Linked DNA regions of Mus musculus: all the other regions are linked to region 1. Evidence: chromatin contacts called from public HiChIP or PLAC-seq and Micro-C data. All regions are on one chromosome and are shown on one strand. Each heading gives the region's core, a stretch centred on a gene start, on an enhancer-like site or on the middle of the called end of the contact. The rest is flanking DNA. Distances are from core to core; before and after follow the strand shown.

The links. HiChIP or PLAC-seq counts read pairs in DNA pulled down with a chosen protein or histone mark. Hi-C and Micro-C count contacts between places; a contact is called where the count stands out from the background.
Region 2: a contact with region 1 is called in an H3K27ac HiChIP or PLAC-seq map of differentiating embryonic stem cells, with 2.3 times the contacts expected there. The contact joins two enhancer-like sites. A contact is called at or near these places in 1 of 484 Hi-C or Micro-C datasets (embryonic stem cells) and 3 of 115 datasets of contacts at active chromatin or transcription factors (differentiating embryonic stem cells, forebrain and pancreatic cancer cells).
Region 3: a contact with region 1 is called in a Micro-C map of the HL-1 cell line, with 5 times the contacts expected there. The contact joins two enhancer-like sites. A contact is called at or near these places in 3 of 484 Hi-C or Micro-C datasets (B cells, the HL-1 cell line and myocytes) and 5 of 115 datasets of contacts at active chromatin or transcription factors (astrocytes, embryonic forebrain, memory CD8 T cells and 2 more).
Region 4: a contact with region 1 is called in a RAD21 HiChIP or PLAC-seq map of pro-B cells, with 7 times the contacts expected there. The contact joins two enhancer-like sites. A contact is called at or near these places in 2 of 15 datasets of contacts at CTCF or cohesin (large pre-B cells and pro-B cells), 26 of 484 Hi-C or Micro-C datasets (the AML12 cell line, B cells, the C10 cell line and 15 more), 22 of 115 datasets of contacts at active chromatin or transcription factors (the 230-238 cell line, the SCID.adh cell line, T-cell acute lymphoblastic leukemia and 15 more) and 1 of 9 other capture datasets (embryonic stem cells).

The regions. Positions count from the first base shown.
Region 1 is chrX:12,134,269-12,137,110 of GRCm38.p6, forward strand. It overlaps a transcript of Bcor not described here. Among named protein-coding and RNA genes, the nearest start is that of Gm46687, 43 kb to the left of the region's middle. Within about 2 kb of position 1,358, at least 257 of the 459 cell types and tissues checked have an H3K27ac peak or open chromatin away from gene starts, as enhancers often do. A contact at or near this core is called in the HL-1 cell line, differentiating embryonic stem cells, myocytes and 2 more, where this site is marked.
Region 2 is chrX:12,465,564-12,468,582 of GRCm38.p6, forward strand. No RefSeq gene overlaps it. Among named protein-coding and RNA genes, the nearest start is that of Gm14635, 110 kb to the left of the region's middle. Within about 2 kb of position 1,563, at least 52 of the 459 cell types and tissues checked have an H3K27ac peak or open chromatin away from gene starts, as enhancers often do. A contact at or near this core is called in differentiating embryonic stem cells, where this site is marked.
Region 3 is chrX:11,838,259-11,841,148 of GRCm38.p6, forward strand. No RefSeq gene overlaps it. Among named protein-coding and RNA genes, the nearest start is that of Gm26314, 11 kb to the right of the region's middle. Within about 2 kb of position 1,498, at least 59 of the 459 cell types and tissues checked have an H3K27ac peak or open chromatin away from gene starts, as enhancers often do. A contact at or near this core is called in the HL-1 cell line, myocytes and pancreatic cancer cells, where this site is marked.
Region 4 is chrX:11,627,988-11,630,979 of GRCm38.p6, forward strand. No RefSeq gene overlaps it. Among named protein-coding and RNA genes, the nearest start is that of Gm34187, 96 kb to the left of the region's middle. Within about 2 kb of position 1,629, at least 6 of the 459 cell types and tissues checked have an H3K27ac peak or open chromatin away from gene starts, as enhancers often do. A contact at or near this core is called in pro-B cells, where this site is marked.

The sequences.
Region 1 (2,842 bases), core at 108-2,607:
ACACACACACTCACTCACACCAAGGCACCTGCATTCAAAAGAGAGTGTTCTGAACCTGCACAGGCGCCAGGCGCTGCTGGGAGAGGATACTCAGCCTGCCCCCCTCCCGGCTGAATACTTGCTTTGTTCCGGGAAACGGGGGAAGCATTAGGCTGCTAACCCCTGGGGAAACACAAAACTTTGAATCTCAGAAAAGGCGGTTGAATGTATTTCGAAGTTCCAGAGATCGGTCAAGGAAGGGAAAAGCAGATGGCGGGAGATCAGGAGACTTGCGAGAGAGGCCAACTGACGATGTGGGAGGAAAACAGCTCAGGGTGACCAGGCCGGAGTCTCGGGAACTCAACTCAGAGTGATGGTGCTTCGCGAGTTCCAGCGAACAGCGGGCTAGGCCAAGTGGTGCCTGCCCAGTCGGCGGCCGCGCCAGCTTCCTGCCCTGCCCAGGACCGCAGAGCAGTCAGGGACGCCACCTCTGGCTGGCTTGGTATCGCAGGAGGATGAGGGTATACAAATAAACCCCGAATCTCTGCAGCTCCCCTCCTCCATCTTCCGCAACACAGTGGACCCAGGCCAATTGGTGGGTCATCCGTTTTAGGTTTTCAACCTGGGGTGAATGGGAAAGGTTTGGTGAGCTAGCCATTACGGTTGGGTCAGTCTGAGCTATCTTAGGTCTCATTCGTTGACTGCCTGTCCCATCAACTCCCACTCCACCCTACCCAATCCGTCTCCAACTAGCTGAGGGCACCACTAGGTTAGCGATATAAGGTCTAACAGGCAAAAGGACGAATGGGTGAGACTGCCACCTCTCACTTAGCCTTCCTAACATTCAAGGGAGGGGAGGGCACCTAGGCTCTGTCCTATCCCCCGTAGGACGCTCCCCTCCGTCTCGGAAGCTCAGACTGCTAACGAGGGTTTCCCCCTTCCCCGTGGGCTCACAAGGTTTCTAACTTCCTCTAAACCTCCCTCCTCGCTCTGAAAAGCCCCGAGGAGAAGAGCAGAGAGGAAGCGAGCCGCTAGTGTGCTAAATGAAGACCATGTGTGAGGGTGGCGGCATCAGAGTGCCGCGGCCGGGGAAGGGGGTGGTGAAGGCCGGTGTGCGGCCCACGGCTGGCTCCTGGTCGAGGCAGCCAGCGCCTGGGCTTTGGGGGACGCAAAGCCGCAGCAAAGTACTGCTAGGATAGCCTGGTGGCTGGCCACCGATGAGTGTGTGTGTGTGTGTGTGTGTGTGTGTGTGTGTGTGTGTGTGTGTGTGTGTGTGTGTGTGTGTGTGCGCGCGCGCGCGCGCGCGCTTGGTGGACAGGATCTGCCGCGCCTCGGGGGGCGGGGGCGGGGGCGGAGCCCTGACTTCCTGGGCCGCAGCTGCGACCCAGGGCGCAAGAGCAAATCGTGCTCCGCGGCGGCGGTGGCTCGGGCCCGCCACGCTTGCAGCTGAAAATCAACAAAGGGAGGCGGCAGGCGAGCGGGGGAGGGGCGCGGCTGAGCGCTCGCTGGCTGCTGTGGAATAATAAAAAATAATTAATAATGATAATAAGAGAAAAAAATCTGCCGGCTTTCTGGGCACTGGGTTTCCGTGCGGCTGCAGCGGGAGGCGCGCTGTCCTTGACGCGGCCTCTCTCGCCTGGTCTGCCTGCCCCTCCCCCTCCCTTGCCCCCTCCCCTTCCTGGGAACCGGGAAGAGAAAGGTCTGCAGCTGACAAATATTATCCATTCTCCCCATCGATCGCGGAGTGTACAGATGTGAGCGCTTGATGTGCCCGCGGAGCGGCGGATCCTCCCTGCTCTCTCGCCGCCCCCCTCCTCCCCCTTTGTTCTCCTCCCCTTTCCCTCTCTTTAAATAGATTTCAGGGCGCTGCCTGTTGGAGAGCAGCTGGCGATCTCTCCAGAGAGAGAGAGAGAGAGAGAGAGAGAGAGAGAGAGAGAGAGAGAGAGAGAGAGAGAGAGAGAGAGAGAGAGAGAGAGAGAGAGAGAGAGAGAGAGAGAGAGAGAGAGAGAGAGAGAGAGAGAGAGAAGCCCGAGGTGCCCTGTCACCAGCCTCCCCCTCCCCCACCTGCCCTTCCTGCTGTGAGCCCACCTCCCCTTTTTCCAGTTTCCAAAACAGAAAACACCAGGAACACCCACGTCCACTGCATCGCGAACCTTAAAGCCTTTGGACGCTTTGCGCTGTCCCCGCGCTGTTCCTTGTTTCTGTGAGGAAAAAGAGGAAAGCGCAGGGAGGTTACATAGCGCCATGGCAGAAGATCCAAGGGTCGAGATCTTTCCTCGGCAGCAGCAGGGACAGTGACCGGGTCACGCTAAGAGAGTACAGTTTACCCATTAGGGGTAGTAGGACAAGGCAGCCTCTTTATTCCTCTTCTGCAAATGGCAGATTAAGCCGGCAGCGCTCGGCTTCAAAGGACCCCGGCGGCGTTCTGCAAAGGGTTAACCCTTCGGCCCATAATCGCAGACACGCACTCACACTCACAGGCGCTCACGGTGCGCCCTCCCCGCTCTCCAGAGAGCTGGCCACGGCCCGCAGTGCACCCGGAGCTGGGGGAGTAGCTGGGGAGGGGGGAGGGGAGGGCTTAACCAGGCCGCTCAACTGAGCCGGGGCCACCTCGCCGTCTGTCACTTAAATGATTGTCCTCCGCTCCGCTCAGTGCGGTCAGTACGGGCTGTTAACAGGCAGTTGCAATCAGTTTCCGAAAGGTCAGCCAAGGTCCTCCGGCTCTCGCAGACGGAAGGCATTACGGAACCGCTTTTGTATTTGCAGGCACTTTAGAAAACGAAGCAAGGAGGGGGCTTCACCCCAGCGCCTCCGCGGCTGGGAGCCCTGAGAGGGTCGTGAGCGGCAGGGAGAGGGAGACTGC
Region 2 (3,019 bases), core at 313-2,812, 330 kb after region 1:
GCACATATGGGTATGTCTTTTTATATGCTGTATAATATTCCCCAATACAACACACTGGTCCCTTGATTACTAACTCTTTTTTTGTTTTTTTGTTTTGTTTGTTTGTTTTTTGTTTTACAGTTCTGGGGACAGAATCTAAGGTCTTGAGATGCTAGGCAAATAATCCACTGCTGAGGTCCATTCTTAGCCCCTAACTATTCTCTGACTGGGGTGATGGATGATAGTGATGCTGCAAAGAACACACTGTCAGCGCCAGCCTCACATAGTGAGGGGAAAAGCTAAAGGAGGGCTTGGGCTAACTAACTATGGCTTGTATTTTCTACAAATGGTTCATGATGCTTTGGACTCCAGATCTCACTCATTAACCCTCTTGCCTGGTTGGCTCTTGCTTCTTGGACCTTGCAAATGCTAGCAAATCTGGAACAGAGCCACGCCCGTAACCATGGCTTTTACAGGATTTCCAGGCTCCTGGTCCCTCCCCATCCCCAATACCACCTAAATATGCCAAGGCCAGGGACCCTGGACACCACTGTATTTGAAAACAGGAACCAGCAAAGGCATTTTCTTTCATTTGTGAACCCTTTCTTGGTAAATATACCGGACTCAATGTGCTGTTGTTACCTAAGTCAGACTAGGAACAGAACTTTCTACCTGATTTTCCTGATTTCTGGGGTATCTTAAAAGCTTCGCCAACAGCAACAACCCTTCTGAGCTGACTCCCTCACAAAGCAGAGCGATGAGCCAGAGCCTCACCACAGTCTTAGGCCTTGATGGTTCCACCCGATCACCAGGGCAAGGCCCCTCGCTTACTGTTAGAGGCTACCAGGTTCCCTCGGGGGCTGATGTCATCTTCACCTGAGATGGGAGGAGGGACTGATGACTACCCATGGGGCCAGAGGCGATGACGTGGGACATTCTGGTGGAGGCTGGCCTGCGTTCACAGCAGCCTGCCGGAGCTGGAGCCCTGTCAGCTCAAGCGGCAGTGAAGGAAGATGGTTCTGACACAAAAGCCCAGGGGACTCCGTGGAGGAGCCAGGCTGTCATTACTTATTAACAACAGGCCTGATCCCCAGCCGGGGAGGCCCAGGGAAATGGCCTGTGGGGAAGCCCAACTCTCCCTATGAGATGGATTAACACTTTCTGAGGGGGAGGGAGCTGTCTGGAGGGTCGCTTGTCACTTTTTTTTTTCATATCAGAGGGGGCATTCTTCTGAGAGGTAGAGCTGCCCTCTTTGTCTCTGCTCCGCGTTCCCATTCCTCTCTCCGGTTCTCTTCACTGCTTCTGGTTGTAAGCAGGCCCGCCTACAGGATGTGGGAAACTGTTGAGGGAAATGGAAATTTCAAGACTGCACACAACCAATAATCTAGGTCTGATGAATGGCTTCCATCCACTGGAACAGGAAGAGAAGAAGGTAGCCAGCAGTGAGGAGGGAAAAGACCTGTACAGTGTGAGCCAGCTAACGCTGACGTTGCCCTTATTTGTTCCCTGTGGGGAGGGGGGAGGTCCAGGGTTCAGCTGCAGTTTGATTTGCTCGGTCCGTCTAGCATAGCAAATGTCTAGTGGGTGGCCTGAGCCATCCCAGCAGCTGCACAGTAGTGTCCCAGTGTCCCAAGGAGGCAGAGGCTGAGCCAGAGAAGAGGCACTGACCATGCTTCAGTGGGTGCTCTTCGAATCAGCTGCAAAGGCAGGGGAGGTCGATGAGGGCAGCTGGAAGGGACTAGGGAAGAAAATCCCATGCAAAGCCTACTGGTGCCTACGCTGGCTGGCATTAGCAGGCCACAGGACCCTAGGCTGGGTGAACCTCCGGAGGCCTGGGAGAGGTCTCAGTGGCTGTAGCATCCTCTGAGCCAGTGCCCAGAGGCTGACCCACAACCCAAGGCAAGCAGTCTTTCCCCAGCCTGCTGTCTCCCACAACCTCCACCCCTGCCTTCCGGAACTAGGAGTACAGCAAGGTCCTCCCGGAGAACTCTCAACCCTGAAGCTCCCGGCTGCCCTGAAACATTGTGGGGCCTTCCTCTCCCACGGTGGCCCTGCCACCCCGCCCCCACAGAGCAGGATGCCCCACACAAGCCAGCCTGGCCTCAAGGCCAGGTGCAGCTCACCCCTCTCCCCATCCTTCATCTCCCAGCTTTGTTGTCCTTCCTCCCAGCCTTTCCCCACCCTCCTTAAGCTTTCCCCTCCCCCTCCTCGCCCCTCCTCCCAGCCTTCTTCCTGTTGGATCTGCAGCAGCTCTGAAAGCCACAAAGGCAGTCCACTACCAGCCAACCTGGCTCTGCCCACCACTATCATTCTGTCAAATACTTGGCCCATCTGTAAAGAGCTGTCTGAACCCAAACACCGTCCCCACTCCAGCCAGGTGGCTGGACTCTCCCTTGCAGCGAGGCTAACAGGTCATAGTCTGCTTTATGCACATCAGCTGGGGCAGGAAGGGTGCAGTCATTGTGTGATCTATGATTTAAACGCCTGGGGCAGGGCTGTTTGTTAACTTTGGAAGAGAGTGACAGACCTGGCTGGAACATGGATATAGGAGCGAGCATCTGGCCTTTCAGGAGACCACAGTCTGGGGTCACCAGGCCTGCACGTTAGCGTGCACCTCAGGTTATGTGCTTGTCAGAGGGGCCTTGATCATGAGCTCTTAGAGTCAGACTCTGGAGATTAGAGAGGGGTGGCTGGAATAAAAATCCAATCTCACTCCGTCTCGCAGATTGGGCAATTCTGGCATCCCCATGGCTGCACCCACAGAGGTGATGCTCTAGCCCTGACACCTGAGTCCCACTCATCCGGCTGCTGATTTGGGAAGCCTGCCTCCCTCCAGTCAAACTAGAAGGTTAGAACAACCCGCTCTAGGAATCCTGCTGCATTTGCCTTAGGCAAACTTCCCTGTGAGCTGCAGCAGCTGGAGTTCTTAAAAGGACAGAGCAGGGAATGTCACTGAATTGACAGAACAAGTTATTTGACTGCTCTGCACAGCTTGCTCAGAGCTGGCCTGAAGACTTCCTGTCACCCCAACCAGGTGGCC
Region 3 (2,890 bases), core at 248-2,747, 300 kb before region 1:
ACTCTGGAGGCAGAGGTAGATAGATCTCTAAATTCCAGGTCAGCTTGGTCCACATAGTGAGTCCCAGGCCAGCCAAAGCTACATAGTGAGACCTTATCTCAAATACACACACACACACACACACACACACACACACACACACAAACACACACACACACCATACACACACACACACACAAACACACAACACACACCCACACCATACACACCACACACACAAACACACAACACACAACACACACACACACCATACACATACACACACACACACACACATACACACACACCACAACACACATACCCCCCCACACACACATGGGAAGTAACTCAACAGTAGGGTTCCTGATTGCCAGAAAGGCCTGATTCATTCCAACATTTAAGACAGATGAGTCGTGTAACTTCCCCCTCCAGAACTCACTATGGGCTGAAGCTAGGGTGAGTCTCTTGTTACAAAAGGAATGGTCTGTCCTCTAAATTCATGAAGGGAAATCTCAACTCTTAAGGTGATGAGACCTTTGGGAGATGATGCACTCTGGTGAGGGTGGTAGAACCCTGCCCAATGTGTCTAGTACCTTGGCCAAAGAGACCTCAGAGTTCCTCCCTCTTTACACATACAAGGGTGCAAGGAGGAACACCCTAGAAAGGAGTCTCCCCAGAACTGACCCCCAACCTCTAAAACTGTGAGGACTACTTCAATGTCTTGTCGGCTACCATGCCTATGGTTTTTGGCTGTAGTAGCCCAAATTGAGTAAGGCACTTTGTAGAGAACTTTACAATTGGTTGGCTCTCTCCCCTTCTCACCCTACTTCTGCTCTGCCCTTATAGTGTGTCTGGATTCCCCTACAAATCCTCACTTTGGTTTGTTTTGGGGGAAACAGAAGTAATAGGTCTGGCTGGACAGTAATGACAGTTGTCACAGGAGGCCCCTCACAGTGGTACAGTGGTACAGTGGTCAGTGGTCATGCAAAAGAGAAATCAGAAGCTCAGCTACGGGAAAGGACTTGCCCAGGGTGGCACTCAGGTGAGCCAAACTGCCTTCCTTGGCCCAGTATTGCCAACTGCCTTGATGGCCCACTAACAAGAGATAGGCTTTACCAGCAGTCCTGTGAGAAGCCCTAGAAACTTCAGAAAGGAGCTGGAATCTCCTGGGCCCCACTGCCAAGGCAGTCCAGGGCTAGTTAGGCATTCAGAACAAAGGCGAGAAATGCTCCTATCCAAGACATCCGAGAGGGGATTGATTCCTTACCATTGACAGACTTCTCCAAGTCAAGCCTGCACAGCCCCCAGAGAGCTGCAGCTAGAGGCCTACTTGTTAATCAAATCCTCAATCTCCACGTTTTTGTTTTTGTTTTTTTTTTTAAGGACAATTCCCCAAGACAGGACTTGATAGGAAGAGACCAGAAGCTGCTAAAACACCCTATGAATAAATGTTCAGGGTTCCGTCCGGAGACACCCACGGTGGCTGATGAGTCATCCCAGGGCCAGCTGTCACCACAGAGAGCTATATATAGAAGGGACAGGCCAGAGGGGTGCTGGGACCTAAGGCAAGGGGGAGAAACACATACCTAGGAGGTGAGGCCCCAGCTGGGGGACAGGGCCAGATCACTTGGAGACTATATACTTAGCTCCCCGAAAAGAGAATGTGGGTCAACAATTTCCCAGCAGAGCCCTGTGTGTGAACTGGAAGCCACTGGCAACAGGGCTGGACTCCAGCTCTGCCAGCGCATTAAGGATGAACAGTGCTAGCAATAGTAACGCAGGGAGGCTGATTTTGTGCGCTCTTCGCGGGGCCCCTCTCCAGCTCCTCAAGTGTACTGGAAGCGGGCATTTGCATGCCACTGATTAAGCAGCAGGCTGGAGTGCGGCCTCCAGGCTTGGTTAGGCTAGACTATCACTGTATGCTTGCCACCAGCTGTATGTGGCTATTGAGCTTGCTTAGATGTGGTCAGTTCTAAATTGAGATTTGCTGTTAAGTGTGAAAGACGCAGGGGGATTTCTAAGGCTCAGTTTCAAGAAAATAATGTGGAACACCTCATTAATATCTTTTTTGCCTACATTACATACTGAGATGGTAATATTTTGGATAAATGGTAATAAATAAAATATATTATTCAAATTACCCTCGCCTGTTTTCTTTTGAATGCTGTTCAAGTTCTATTTCTATTGGACAGTGCTGGGTTACAGGCTCGAGGCCAGAACCTTCAGGAAATCCTGGCTATGCCTTCTCCTGATGAGTCCAGCCTGCTTCCTGGTTCAAGGCTGCTTTGCAGACAATGCCAGCAGCCAGCTGCAGCTCTGCCTTCGCCTGGAAGATCCAGGCTACACACAAAATCCCCTAAGTGGCTATGACTCCAAAACTCACCCTGCATGCCTTCATCGAGAGCAAAGGGACAAATCTTGTCTGCAACTGTTTCTTCCCTTTTCCCTGGGTAGCCCCCGAGGGAGTGCCACACCATGTGTGATGAGAGAGAGAGAGAGAGAGAGAGAGAGAGAGAGAGAGAGAGATCAAGCTACTTCTCAAATTGAAACAGCTCTTTCCTCACATGTACTACCTCAGAGAATGCAAGGAGCGAAAGGCGATGAGAGAGGCTTGAGAGAGTCAGACACAAAAATGTCACATCCGCTGTCCACTGAGACCTGAGCAGGGAGGAGGAACGAGTTTGCATGTGCATGTGTTGACCTGAGGAAAAGGTTCAAGAGGGTGTTGCAGGCACAACAGGGCACAACAGGAAAGAGATGGGCTCCGGGGGTGGGGGTGGGGTCCGGGAGTTAATAGGTCCCCTTTTGTATCACTTTAAATTATTCACATCAGAACAATGGAAAGAATATAGCAAAATAAAAAATGCATGGGACCAAGAGGGCCTGGATCCCTGTGCAGTGGAAACAGCAC
Region 4 (2,992 bases), core at 379-2,878, 510 kb before region 1:
GAGAAAGCAAATCCACAGAGGCAGGGGAGGAGAAATCATAAGTAGGAAGGAGAGAACTCTGAAATAGCTGATGTGTCCTGTCCCCACTGTATGCCTCTCCCCCCAGCATCCTTTTTTTTTATCTAGGGCAAGCATATGAAGGAGATTTTTGTAATCCCCAGATTACATACAAGATCATGGAAGCTGTACCTTTAATTTCTCAAGACCACAGAAAGTAGAAAACAAAATCAGATCTCAATTCCTAAGAATGTTTTGGGGGCCCTTCCTCACTTCGATCATAACCAGTACTACAAACAACTTAATATGTATGATGTGGCCTACCAGATTCCGAGGAGAGAGGCTAAGAGAGATAACTGGCTTTAAGTCACAACCTTTCAATCATAAACAACCCCCACCAAATTCTGCAGGCTCAGCCCAAAGAGTGTACTACAGGACACAGCACCTGGACAAGTAGGTCCATAGGAATGGGCCTAGCATAAGGAGGGGCAGACCCCTGAAGTGATGCACACAGATGAAAAACAAGCCTAAGTTGGGCCTGTGTGGATAGTAGGTCCAGGGATTCACAGCCTAATGAAGTAGATCATGAAAGCTCATTTGCTTGTTCAATAGCTCCTTCCATTCACTCAGGTCCACTTAGGGCAGAACCAAAAGAGAGCTGGGAGGGGGCCTTTTGGATTTCTCACCCAGCTTTCAAAGCCTGGGAAGATGGAGAGAACAGAGGTCTCAGGAGCCACCTTGGGAGGCAGGTGTGTCCCAGTGAGGCTAAGAGAGCACCAACAGCTGGATGAATATCCCCCATTAAACTATGGCCAGCCTGGCCAGCAGCATGGAACAGGCCTTTCTGACAGAGACGGTCATTCACAACTTCATTTGGTGAGAAAATAGCTAGCTGTGCCTAGCTGCCCAAGTGATGTCCCAGAGGCAGGGACAGCTCACTATAGGAAGCTATAGGAAGCTAGCCAAAGGACCCCACAAGAGAGTGCTTCTCAAATGATTTGTGGTGAAGGACCTGTTATTTCTTGTTAGGTTACTCCCCTCCCCGAAACTTTCACAGACAAATCTCTTGTGAAATACAACAACAAAAACAACAAAAAATGAACAACTATAGGACGGGGGATTCCATATTTTTAAACCCTAAGTTTTAATGGCCTTTGGAGTCAATAGGACATAGAATGGCTCTGACACATTGAAGTTCTAAAATGTCTTTTCTTGATTTCTGTGTTAGGTTGTCATTTACAGGGTAACAAGCTGCTGCCGAACCAGCCCAGGTCTACACAGTGTTGGAGAACCATTGCCATAGGTTAACATGGTTAGACAGAGCTTCCTAGGCCTAACCAGTTATCCAAAACAGGCAAGGATGTCACTGACATAGGACATCCCAGGTAAACAGGAATGTCTGACAGCCCTTTGTTGGGTGTCATAGTCTACAGATGTAGATGATTATCACATGTCTCCAAGGCACAGAGCTAGGACAGTAATAAAATCAGGCTCTCTTAAATGGGGAAGCCAAGACTCAGGGTAGGACTGGGTATTTGTCAAGTTTACAGGGAGGTTATGAACTAAGATCTTCCTTAATATCAGTGAGCTCCCCCACCAACTTCCTCATTCTAGTGAGGATGCCATCGTGTACATGAGTGTCCCCAAGGGACATGTTCTCCCTTCAGGGGCTCCTCTTCTCTGCAGTTGCTGACAATGTCTCTGGGCATCATTCGAATTCCTTGGAACTGCCTTTAACTGCCTTCTTCATCCTAGTTTTCCTGTAAAAAATAAGAGTTGGAACCTCTCCAAAAAGAGACCCAGGACCCCCAAGCGAGAGAACTCTCTGGTTAGCAACAAGAACCAACAAACCTATCTTGGATATTTCCTCCCACCGGCCAGTGACTTGTACCTTCTAGAATAGGGAAGGGTATCTGGGATCTGGACCCAAGTCCTCACAACATCCATGACTCACCATCTCACTCTGCTTCTCTTAACTCAGTCAGGACAAGGGGAGGGCTGTGCAACTCTCTTTCCCAGCCAAGGAAGTCACCTAGGAGCCAACACTGGGAACCAGACAGACCCACAAGCTCCTGGCCTGGCAGTTGCCAGCAACGGAAAATCCTGCTAGGGCCACTTCTGTCTCTGCCAGCAGATGTCACTGCAGTCTGACCTCAGGTTACCAAAAGGGCATCACTAATTTTGGCTTTGCAGCCCTAGAAAACCAGACACTAAGTTTCTTGGCCCTTTTGCTGTTTTCTTCTGGCTTGCTGACTGCAAAAAAGACCTGTTTTGTCCCTCTGTTTTACCATCTGTGAAATGGACATGTTCCCCTTCACTCCCTCTCTTCCCCAAAGAAAGAATTCAAGAGCTATGATATTCCAGAACTAATTAGTTCCTACCCTCCCCAGACGTCAGTTATTCCATCTATCAGAGTGCCCAGTGATAGTTCACTTGCGTTCCATCTACCAAAACAGGTAGCCAGAAACACCTCCACCTATTTCTGTTTCCATAGTAACAGAAGAGTTAAAAAAAAAAAGGAAGAAAAAGCCTCTAACAAAATAAGACACCTAAGAGGCATAAACAAAATATGTGATGGTGTGGGAGACTGTAAAGTTTTTATTGCCACCTGTTTGGAAGACCTGCATAATTCAATCCTGCTCCCGGCATTTGCGAGGGAAGCAATCACCCCAAACTTGTGGCAATAAAGCCTTTATAGCCCCCCATGCTGGCACACCCACTTTCGAGGTACAAAGCCCCAGTTTGATAAACTTCCGCTTCTTGTATTTGCATAATGGAAATGGACGAGATTTTCCACTCAGGCTTCTGGGAAGCTTAGCTGGAAGCCGTCCTGGAAGCAACTCCAGCCAAAGGACCTTGGGACTCGACAGGGATGCTGAGTCCCATTTCCCTGAACCTGAGACCAGGCAGGTTCTAGTTGAAGGTCATATGCCTCCTGAGTCCTAAGTCATAACTATCATTGCAGTGCTCCGTTAGAAAGCACGCTAAGTGAGAA